Linked DNA regions of Triticum aestivum: region 1 is linked to region 2. A link is a contact called in public Hi-C data. All regions are on one chromosome and are shown on one strand. The core of a region is the stretch at or near the end of the contact, and the rest is flanking DNA. Distances in the headings are between cores, read along the strand shown. Region 1 holds the start of LOC123188027. Region 2 holds the start of LOC123188025 (SNF1-related protein kinase regulatory subunit gamma-1-like).

Region 1 (5,965 bases), core at 2,429-4,928, 480 kb after region 2:
TTATCGGCGTCCTTCATTAATGTATAACATGTACAAACATAATAAAATACTCCCTCCGATCCATATTACGTGTCTTAGATTTGTCTAAATATGGATGTATCTAACACTAAAACATGTCACATTCGTATCTAGACAAATCTAAGACAAGTAATATAAATCGGAGGGAGTACAAGATCGAATAATATGTACAAACATAAATTTCCTGATGATCTTTGGCTGTCATCTTTAACCTGTGCAGCCACATTGACTCCTGGGCGATGTTGCAGAAAGAACAAGATCGAATAAACATTTAAGAGTGATACTGCTCAAGAAGGTGATCACGCAGGCATATGCACGAATGCATTGATGGGCGCCGGCGACAAGAAGGATCATAGGGTGAAAGTGATGTTTCTACAGCTTTGCTAGAGACCCATTTGCAGATTTGCTGATGCTCTATGTTTTGTAATAACAGGAGATGTTAGTGTTTATTTCTGCTATGGTTAAGTTCTGTAAGACAGTTATACTGTGGCAGTTTCTTTAATGTAAATCAATAGAAGAGCCCGTTGTTTACAAAAAATTGCTATGTTTTACGCAACTGATTCTGCTAGTGCTGAAGGAAGCACATTAAAAGAACCAAAACACTTCAGAAAGTAAAGGAACAATACTGAGAAAAAAGAGAATGTTTCAAAAAATTGAGAAAAAAAGGGAAACTCTGAATCAGCATCGACAGCATTTATTTGGTGTCTTGCATGACCAGTAATCTTCACATCACTGAAGTTTTGTTGCAGCAAACAAGGCTACAGCCTCCAACAGTGGTCATCCGACACATATATTTTAATGATTTTGTAACAAGTTTGTTGTGTGCATATTTGGATGCAGAGACAGGGAGAGTGTTCTCTTCCTTCATCTAAATAAAACGAGAAGGTTACTGACTGATAGGTCCTACGAGCCTAAAGCATCATGAATGATATGAAGACCACGGAATTGGATAAGGAATAAGCAACATTTAGCATATGTGTACAGGGGATAAAATCATAATTTGGATGTTTATAGAAAAGAACCTGCTTTATTTGGTTTATGACATTATAACCTCCAGTAATCATAAAATTAACCGTAGCATCTTCCCACCAAGGAAGCAAGCAGTGTAGACGGCCAATCTGTAACGAATAATAAATTAATAAAAGAAAAAACACATGACTTGAAACCCAAAAATAAAGAGGAAACTAAATGGTTCCAATTGCGCGTGGTGATACCTGCACACTGTTAAAAACAGGATATCAGGTATACCTAAGCAGAATTCGACTGGCAAGAAATATATGATTGGGATGCAAAGTAACCTCTGTAACTAAATATAAGACGTTTTTGCAGTTCAATTACAATACTGCAGCATGAAGCAAAAAAAGGTTTGTATGTTTTTGACACATCAAATGCAGCATGACTGTTAACTTGTTAAGTACTTGCACATTGGGCATTTTTTTGGCATTTTTTGTCTTTTAGCTTACTAATACACAACAACACGCATTTACATGTGTGTTCAAGAAAAAAAGTTTCTTGAAGAATGTTAAGAGGAAACCACATACTAGAAAGGTATGAGTACGCCTCATAAAGTGGAGTTAACTGATAGACCAACAACCAGAATATGATAGTTGTTCCATTCAGTAAGGAATGTACAGATACTTACCTGCACCCAATCAAAGAATCCATCTGGAATTTTATAAAATGCCAAGCGTGTAGCGAATAGTCGTAGAGGAAGACTCTTTAGTACAAAAACCTGGGGAGCAAAAAATTACACTGTATTCCATCCAAAACATATGAACATACCACTGGATCGGTTTGACACAAACAAAAGATAATAATACAATATGAGCATTCTTTAGGACAAGCATAATCATCATAAAGTAAAATAAATATGCATACAGTAAGCATGGGCATCAGGAGTTCAGGACACAAAAACTAAACAGTAACAGGAATAGATATCAACAGAAACAGAATGATTCGACACTGAAATAAAGCTACATTGAAGCAAAGCATGCAGCTCAGAAAAACACTCACCCCAGCATATGGAACAAATTTAGGCATTCTGGTCATATCTTTTGTGCCCTCAGCATATACACTTGCACCGATGAAGATTAATTTTGATACCTGCGATGAAGATGAAGTTGGCTTCTTGTAACAAAGCTTGCGGATTTGTCCAGTTACAGAAAAGTACATACAATTCGCATCAGTGACAGCATTAAAAATATATATCTTTAGTTTTTGGTACTACTCCTACATGCTAGAGCTAGAGACTGCTAGGTAAGAAATGAAGAGGACACAGTATTTCTTAAAATGCTGGTACCGCTTCCGGATAGTTGACTGCGAAATCAATGGCAACAGCAGCACCCAGGCTAGGCCCAACCAGTACCATAGGCCTTTTGATGTAGGACCTCCAGAACTACACAAAGAGGTTGTCAAGATGTAAGGATATTACCACTGTAATCATAAAAACAGTTTTACTACAAAATCATAAAAACTGGTCTTAGAAGACTGTACATATTTAAACAAAGAAAGGCAGACTGAAAACTTGCTTAAAAAAAGCGCAGTAATACATAATCCAGAAACCCAGTCCTTATTTTGGGATAGAAGCTAGTTTTTGTGCAGCTCTGAGCAAGGCTGAAACTTCAGTCACTTATCAAACCCATTCTGAATTAAACAGGGAATCTGCTGGCTAGGAAGTAGGAACTGAACTCATCACATGGAAATTATCTACATGTACACCAGCAGTGGTAGTTAACTTGTATACCTGATAAAGATGCTCGCGCTTAGACACAATATCACACGGTGGCCTTGTTTCTACGGTCCAATCGATCAATATATTAGAAGTGGTCACAATTTGCAGCAGTGGCAAGCACAATTACTGAACCAGTTCCAATGGCATGGAGCGGAGTAGGGGCATACCTAAATTAGAGAAGCCCCATCCAAGAATGTCCACAGCCCAAGTCTCCAGCCCAGCATCCTCCAGCAAAGGGTAGGTGTACCTCCACTCTAAACAAGAACTGCATCCAATACTTTTAGAGTGTCCATACTGCTAAATGCATGGTAAAAGTAGAAGACGACTCTTGTGGCAGCACCCCCATTAACACCGGAATTAGACACTGCAGGTCGAATGGTAAGATGGGCAGCGCCACAGAATTTGGTGTTGCATTGCACGCACCTGTCGAAGCCGTGGAGCAGCACGACCGGATCGGCGCTCTGCTGCTGCTTGAGTGGCCTCACGCAGCTGCTCGGTATCGGGCTCTTGGAGAAGCCGGTCTGGAGTGGGGATCAGTTCAGCAAAAATTCAGCACGGGTGTTACTGCGGCAGATTATTAACATAAGAGCAAAATTACGGCAGTTTGTGGAGAAGCTAGCTCGCCTGGACGGGCACGCGCTCGATTCGCTTGGCGAGGCGGAGGGCGGCGCCGTCGCGGATGCGCTCGACCGCCCTGGGCAGGAACGACGGGAAGTCGTTGCCGGCGGCGGGGGCGGTGGCGCCGACGTCGGCGGAGGCCGCGACCCTGAACCGGGCCCTCCGCGGCGCCGGGGGCGGCAGCGCCGGCGAGGAGGAGAGGGTGAGCAGCGGCGGCATTGGTGGAGTTAGCCGGTTGCCCCGCGCGCTCGTTCTCCGGGTTGAGCTGAGCGGATGTTATGGGGCGCCAAGGGGGCGGTGGGCAGCGGCCTCATGGTGGCCCCCGCCTGGCAGCCTGTGCTGCTGCCGCTACGTCGACGCGCGTCGTGGGCGTGCACAAAAACGGTGGCGCGCAATGGGCCGTCCACCGGCGATCGCGTCCAAGCTTTGCTTCGGCGGAGCAATCAGCCTTGGGCCGTTAACCGTTCTCGGCAAACTCCAAGTGCCGACACGTCGATTCCTGAGCTGAGCTGGGTCCTTCACGGGTGTGACGCGCCGACGAACCCTGTAGCACCGTCGCGACGCGTCTCCAGGCTATGGGCGCGGAAAGTGCCACGCTGCGTGGCGCACAAACATGCACGCATCACGTGGCGGCCGGCGACCACGGCGACCGACGTCCATGTCTGTGGAGTGCAATTTTTTTATTAAATTAATTTACGAATAAATCATTAACAGAAATAAACACGTGCTGATATTGGATCACTAAAGCACATAGTACTACGTTAACAACAGATACATCTACATGTAACATTAGCATGGCTAAAATAGAAATCAATAGAAGCGGGATAAATGAATTATACCCTTCAATCGGCCAAGGAAAGGCCACAGTGGCGGCGGTAGTAGCAGCGGGGGCACCAGCAACCTTCTTCTTGGTTTCAAGCTTCTCAGCGACAGCACTGTCGGCTTCGGTGGACATGATAACGATGAAAACGACGCAAGCATAGATGATGCAACAGATGTGGACGAACGACGGCGAGCAGTCGCATAGGGGACGCTCTCGCAAACCTAATTGCCTCTCTTCTGTACAGGATCTGAAGAGGCGGGGTTTCAAAGGCCTGCTCTTCCATCAAGCGTGTACGCGGTGGATGAGATGAGATCACCAACGGCAGCAGCAGAAAAGAAACGACAGAGGACATGGAGGCAGATGTGATCAATTTTGTGTGACGGCTAGAGTTGGCAGACGCCTCACATATATAGACGCAGCGGTCAAAGACTCTTCGTCATGTACGGTAAATTTAAGCACATAGGTATGAACTTGGTTCGGCTTATTCCCGCGGCGGGACGGGCGGCAGAGGAGGAGCACGTGTGAATCACTTCTCTTTTCAAGTTTTAATAGCATGTGAAAAAAAAATCTTATAAGTAGGTTCAACTCTTCTCCAACTAGCGGTATAAGACTAAACTTCTCACTACATATAGTATCATATAAGCCATATGGGTCCTTAATTTTTTTTCTTTTTTTCGGAAGCCTTTAGAATTTTTTCGAAATTGTTAGATACGCCCTAGGCCCACACTAATATTTCAACGGAGCGTGGGCTACAGTCGCCTGGGCGCGGCCGTCGCGACGTGAGCCCCGGCATCTATGGGCGGTGCGGCCGTCGCGACGTGATCGAGCCCCGGGGTCTCTGGGCGGCGAGTAGCAAACCCGGCACTGTTTCAACCAATGGGACTGCTCGACCTACCAGCATCATTACCGCGAGCAGGCATGCACACGCGCCGAAGAAATACTCCCTCCATCCTAAATTACGTGTCGTAAAAATGGTAGAAATTGATGTATCTACTAACTAAAAATACATCTAAATACATCTGATTCGAACGGAGAGTACTATCGTGAACATGGCCGACGATGCGTACATCCGCGTCTTGGCTTTCAGGACAAGTAATTGGAACGGAGGAGAGTACTATCCTGAACATGGCCGACGCCCGACGATGCGTACATCCGCGTCTTGGCTTCCCACACGTTTGGACTGAGTGATTTGTCGTGGAGCACTGGAACATGGAAAGGAGCCGTATGTTCTTTCTCCACCGTAAACTCAGTGGATGTTTAACGGCAACGCCCGGGTATGTAACGTGGCCGCGTGCGGTACACCGGTGACTGATCAAGTGCGCGCGCTGTGGTATAGCGGCCGGCGCCCTCCACGGCCAAAGTTGCCGGCGCTCTCCACGGCCAAAGTTGCCGGCGCTGGGTGTCGCGCTTCGCATCGGACGGGTGGCCGCGTCACCAAGCTATTTTTTGCTGCCGGCGTCAAAAAATGGTTCAGTCGTGCTTTCAGGAGTTTGTTTTTCGTCAATTTAGGTCGAAATTGACGCCAGCGAACCCAGGTTGAACCCGGCGCACTGGGGACACCGGGAAAAGCGGTTTTAACACGAACGGGAATGGGCCCGCCGAGTCGGTGACACGCCGCTTCGTCGTTCTCATCGCCTCGGTTCCCGCGGGAATCAATACCGCGCCGGTGAGCCTCCATTGATGCCTCACGGGCGGCGCCGCGACGCGTGTCCAGGCCCGCTCCCGCCACGCGTCGCCCGACATGCAGGTTCTCACCGCCCCGCTTCGGCTATAAA
Region 2 (6,213 bases), core at 2,191-4,690:
TACACATCACAGAATCGCCACTGCAGTGTTTGCATCAGGAAACAGGTGCGGATCAGCCAACTCAGCAACGCACAGTTGACACCAACAGAGGCACTGAAATGTGTTGTCACCCCACACAGAATTTACTGTATCAACACCACAACATGAACGAATCAGCCCAACTACAAGACTTGCTCACTAACCCTGTCTGTTATTTCCACCGTCTTGCTCTCCCGAGAGCTCAGCTGTTCTCAACGGAGGGCTCAGCTGTTCTCAACGGAGGAATCGGCATCGCCCTTGTCCTCGAGCTTCTCCATCGCTGAAGCAAGATAACTGTCGCAGAAGCCAGGGGGCTCGTGGATGAAGCAAGAGATCACATCTCGCAGTGTCACAACACCGACCACCTCAAAGTCGCCATCCACCACGTATATCCGGTGGGTTATCCTCGACCCGATGCTGTCGATCACGCTGCCCATGGAAGCATCAGGTGCACAGGTGAGTGGCGGCTTCACCAGCCCATTGTCCCCCGAGTCAGGAAGAGTGGAACCTAGAGCCTTCATGAAATCCAACACGGTAAGGTGCCTGGATGGATCAAAAGTATCATTAGACACGTGAAGAGACATATTTGAAAGAAAAAGAAAAAGACACAGGGGAATAAATCATTGGGTTGAGTCGCTTCGTGCCTGAAATCAGAAAATAAGTCAGGCCTAAGCAACAGGAAGCGAATGTCCCTTATGCTCACACTACCAACAAGTTTCCTTCGGGGACCTTCTACTACGGGTACACCGCCAATTTTGTTATCCTTCATGCACTTGAAAGCTTCTAAGATTAGATCATCACTGTTAACCGTAATAACCTGAAGATAACACAATATCGTAAATTTCTCATTAAACAGTTCTTATAACAGAGTCAAAGCCTATTCAAAGGTCCTGCTTCAGATTTTGCAGCCTGCAGTGATCGGGATAGCACAGAGGATTAAATCTTACACTACCAAGACAAGAGTTTAACTAAAGAGGCAGCGAAGTGAGACAAATAACCTCATCAAGAGACATGAATGGAAGCCCCAAGTCTGAAAGAGGAAGTGCCGAAATATAGTCGAACCAATCCCTTCCTTTACACTGCTGAAGTCCTTTAACAACACCAGTCTGAGTAATGAAGTTCTTAATAACTGGCTTATCAGGTTCGATCACAGGCACATTCCTCAACCTGTACTTGGAGAGCAACAGTAGTACGGCAAGCATTGAACTGTCAAGTGTAACAGGCACAAAAGGAGACCATGGGTAGGACTCAACAATTGACCGAACCTACAAGAAAAGGAGAAAGGATACAAAGTTAACAGGGTCTACAAGAGAAGATATTCATGCAATGCGAAATTAAAGGGTCGGAACAAATGACCAAATAAACCTTAGCAACAAATTTTAGTGCAGCTGAAATACCACAAAGCCAAGCAAGACTGTATGAATTATGTCAGGTTGGATGGCATAACCGTCATGTACAAAACGAGACAAGACAATTAACAAAAAAACAGCCGTGAAAACGGCGCCAGCCCACCAGTTCAAACAATCCCACGGTGACTAAAAAACCACATTTAAATAATTCACATAAATTAGTTCATATACTTATATGAACGTACTATATGCACAAATATATCAGTTAGTTCTCAACCACAAAGAATCCCAACCCGATTGATGTCAGGGCCATAGCACACAGATCTGTGGAATGTGAGGAGGCCCCCAATCACAAACTGACACTAGAAAAAACAAGTTCTTTCTCAATCAGTCTTTAAATTAGAAACCGGACTAAGGTCACGGTCTTTTTGGTCAGAATGCCAGTCCCATCTGGTTTTGAATACTGGGTTTTAACTTAAGTGTATCTGAACTTTGTTTTAGCAAAACAACAAAACATTAAGTCGATTACGTTGCTCTTGGTGCATGGATTCAATGCTTGATCAACATAACAAAAAAAAAAAAAAGCTTCAAGATAGAGCAATTGTCATACTGTAGTCGATTTGAAAGGTTCTTGCTGAAGCAGAACTTTGTAGAAATCTTCCCCTAAATGATCAGCAGCAGTAACTCCATCCTTCGCAACACCCTTTTCAGCAGTTAACCCGCCAGCAACAGCAGCCCCTACTGCAGCAGCAGTCAATCCAGCGACAGCTGCCGGGCCGGTTACACCTAATGCTGCCACGCCCACTGCACCAACAGCACCCATTCCAACTCCTGCAGCAGTTGCTGATCCAGCTGACAGAGCTACGGCCGCGAGATCAGCATTATCTAGTACCCAAAGGATGATGGCTGAGTACTCGATGATGCCAAGATACCTCCCTTGCCAATCAGCTGGAGCCCCAGGTTCAGGGTTAAGCACTGGCGCTGCCCTTATGTTGTGCTCAGATAAAATTCTAACAGCATCAAGAACGGAAGTTTCTCCAGGAATTTCGGTCACTACAGCAGAGAGAGAATATCGGTCGTTACAAACACTACAACATATATGTGACAAAAAAATATAAGGCAGAAAGAATATGCAGATTGAGTCGTTTCTTTTGCAGAAGTGCATACCTCGGCCACTAGGAACATCAGGAAACGATGCGACTGGGATCTGAGCAAAGGCGGCGGTCAGGGATTCCTGCAAAGCTAGAGGGAGCTTCTTCTTGGACTGGATAGTGTCAAAGTAGGCATCACAGCTGGGGAATTTCGCGTTCTCCTCAGGTCGAGCCATTTCTACAGTAAATTCATGAAGAATTTATCAAACAGGAAAAATCTATCCACAAATCATCACTGAATAAGGAAGTGCATTACAGACAGTGGCTGCAGAGCATCTAGAAGAAGTTCTGTGGCAAATAATCATGCTCGAACATAAGTATATATTGGTAATTCAAACTGCAAGAACTACGACCATGGGCTTGAATCAAAAGAAACTCTTCGTGTTGGGTGTTTCGTCGGGCGAAACCCCTTAATTTGCATTACAACAAACAAACAGCTCATAAGGCATATGCATATACTGGTTGCAAGTAGCTTCAACTAATCAGCCGAGCAAAATCAGAGCCTCTCGGTCTCAAGGCAGAGGCAGCAGAAGGAAATCCACTAAATTTGCAACCTAGCGCATCAAAATCAAAACTCACACAGCAGCAGCATGGATGGACGAACGAATTTAACGAAAAAGAGCAGGGAGTTTGTTTATCACCTTGGCTGCGACTTGCGGGAGCGCTGGGCAGGAGAAGCAGGCAGCCTCCGGGTGCAGGGCTGCGGCGGGGGAGCAAGCGGCAGAGGCGGAATGGATCGGAGGCGCTGGTTTCCGAGGATCTATGGTCTGCTTTTCTTTTTCTTTTTTGAAACAATGGTCTGCTTTTCTTGGCTCCCAATCCAGGGGGCGGGCGGTGGAGGAGTCGAATACGGCGAGAGATGGTGCGGTGCTCGCTTGCCAAGGGCACACTGGCACGTGTACACGGCACGGGGCCACGTCGCCACACCCCAGGGACGCCGCCTGCCTGCTGCCCTCCGAGGCTGTGCTGCCTGTTACTGTTACAGTATCAAAGCACGGATCATGTAAATGGAGTAATAATCATTAGTTTAGGCTGCACCGTTTTTTGCCCTTTGCATATTTGTTCTAGTTGGACCCGGCTGAGTATGTGCAAGCAAAAAGTCAACATCTGCATGTTTATCGGTTGTCTGCATTGCATCAAGGCCCAGCGGGATGCATGTTGTTCGGTTGCGTATGTTTGTGTTTTGGGTGTAAGCAGATGCAAAAAACAGTTGTTTGCTTGTGTGCAAATTTTTGATCTGCTCATCCCTTTCAAATGTGATGGACTTACCAGAGTATTTAATCAAAAACTACCACATTTCACGGGAACGTGTCGAAAAACTACAATTTTATGATTTTGTGCGGAAAACTATCACTTTTTTCCTAATCCGAGGCAAAAAGAACTACCAAGTCGCGAAACTGCCCGCTTCGCCCGTGTTAAGCACCGAACTGACCGGCCGGGCCCACGAATCAGGTGTCACCGTAGCCAACCGACGCCCTCCGCGCATTAACGGCGCATTTGCGGTCGGAACCGCGGATGTCGGTTGGATGCGGTCAAGATCCGAGCCAATCCCCTCTCGCTTCACTCTCTCCCTCCTCTCCCTCTCTCTGACCTAGGTGGCAGCCGCTGATGAAGCTACATACCTAGGGTAGGGTCATAGACCTGACCTAGACATCCTCCCCTAGGACAGCACCCTAAAGCCAGGATCATCCAAAGGGTACCATCATCCACTCGACCGAAAACGTTCCACTCGGAAGAATCGATGTCACTCGACCGTCGCAGAAGTCACTCGACGGGCAGAAGAGCTAAAGCCACTCTGTATATGCAACGGTCGAGCATTTACTCATAGGCTTAATTGGCATTCACAGTAGTTTAATGTGGGCGTTACCAGTAACGTTCTCTCTTCAATGTACCTTAAACCCTCTGTGTCGTGGGCTGGCTGGGGTCCTGGCGCACTCTATATAAGCCACCCCCCTCCACAGGCACGGGGGTTCGCATCCCCTGTAACACACAAGCATATAATCCAGTCGACCGCCTCCAGGCTCCGAGACGTAGGGCTGTTACTTCCTCTGAGAAGGGCCTGAACTCGTAAAACTCGCGTGTACAACTCCTCCATAGCTAGGATCTTGCCTCTACATCCCTACCCCCATTCTACTGTCAGACTTAGAACCACGACAGTTGGCGCCCACCGTGGGGCGGATGTCTTAGCGACTTGTTGGAGAAGTTGCGATTTTCCCGATCCCCATCAACATGGTTTCAGGAGGAGGTTTGGCCGAGGGCCGCGAGATCCGTCTCGGCGCGGTCGTGTTCATCGCCGACGACTCCGCTTGGCTCCAGGAAGCGCCACTTGACGTCGAGGTGCTCCCCGTCCGCGGGGCAATGCACTTTCACACGTGCATCCGTGGCGTCCTCATGCGGCAGCCGTCGACTCAGTATCGGTCGGCTCCTGTGCTGACTTCCCTCCCTGCAGCCCGCCGGAGCAAACGTTCCGGTCGATCGAGGCTTCAGCGGTGGGTGAGGCATGCGGTGGCTCTCCAGTCGGCCACCCCCCAAGTCGCGGCAATCGAGCCCGACGAAACTCTCTACGGCCTGTTCGACCTGTCGACTGGCTCCGCAGAGACTGCATCCGAGTGCGACAGCAGCGACCCCGCGGCAGAAGTTTTGATGGTCAATGGACCACGCAGTCCTCCTGGCTTCACCCGTGAAGACGGAGGCTGTCGGTGTCAAAACCGGCGGATCTCGGGTAGAGGGTCCCGAACTGTGCGTCTAAGACGGATGGTAACAGGAGGCAGGGGACACGATGTTTTACCCAGGTTCGGGCCCTCTTGATGGAGGTAAAACCCTACGTCCTGCTTGATTATTCTTGATAATATGAGTAGTACAAGAGTTGATCTACCACGAGATCGAAGAGGCTAAACCCTATAAGCTAGTCTATGGTATGATTGTATGTTGTCCTACGGACTAAAACCCTCCGGTTTATATAGACACCGGAGGAGGCTAGGGTTACACAAGGTTGGTTATAAAGGAGGAGATATACATATCCGTATTGCCTAGCTTGCCTTCCACGCCAAGTAGAGTCCCATCCGGACACGCGACGAAGTCTTCAATCTTGTATCTTCATGGTCCAACAGTCCGGCCAAAGGATATAATCCGGATGTCTAGATACCCCCTAATCCCGGACTGTTGGGGAACGTAGTAATTTTAAAAAAATTCCTACGCACACGCAAGATCATGGTGATGCATAGCAACAAGAGGGGAGAGTGTGATCTACATACCCTTGTAGACCGACAGCGGAAGCGTTATGACAACGCGGTTGATGTAGTCGTACGTCTTCACGGCCCGACCGATCAAGCACCGAAACTACGACACCTCCGAGTTTTAGCACACATTCAGCTCAATGACGATCCCCGGACTCCGATCCAGCAAAGTGTCGGGGAAGAGTTCCGTCAGCACGACGGCGTGGTGACGATCTTGATGTTCTACCGTCGCAGGGCTTCGCCTAAGCACCGCTACAATATTATCGAGTATTATGGTGGAAGGGGGCACCGCACACGGCTAAGAGAACGATCACGTGGATCAACTTGTGTGTCTAGGGGTGCCCCTGCCCCCGTATATAAAGGAGCAAGGGGAGGAGGCCGGCCGGCCCTATAGGCGCGCCAAGGAGGAGTCCTCCTCCTAGTAGGAGTAGGACTCCTACTAGGAGGGGGAAGGAAGTG

The links. Hi-C and Micro-C count contacts between places; a contact is called where the count stands out from the background.
Region 1: a Hi-C map of leaf shows a contact between it and region 2, with 4 times the contacts expected there. The contact joins the promoter of LOC123188027 here to the promoter of LOC123188025 in region 2. A contact is called at or near these places in 2 of 5 Hi-C or Micro-C datasets (leaf and an unstated tissue).

The regions. Positions count from the first base shown.
Region 1 is chr2A:141,185,388-141,191,352 of IWGSC CS RefSeq v2.1, forward strand. It overlaps LOC123188027, which reads right to left and starts at 3,679. Exons shown (of 11, transcript XM_044600057.1): 1 at 3,374-3,679; 2 at 3,173-3,270; 3 at 2,917-3,014; 4 at 2,762-2,811; 5 at 2,318-2,413; 6 at 2,032-2,121; 7 at 1,661-1,750; 8 at 1,041-1,136. The coding sequence starts at 3,586.
Region 2 is chr2A:140,707,257-140,713,469 of IWGSC CS RefSeq v2.1, forward strand. LOC123188025 (SNF1-related protein kinase regulatory subunit gamma-1-like) reads right to left here and starts at 3,441. Exons shown (of 6, transcript XM_044600055.1): 1 at 3,160-3,441; 2 at 2,535-2,696; 3 at 1,978-2,420; 4 at 1,017-1,283; 5 at 663-835; 6 at 1-561. The coding sequence starts at 2,694. The coding sequence ends at 243.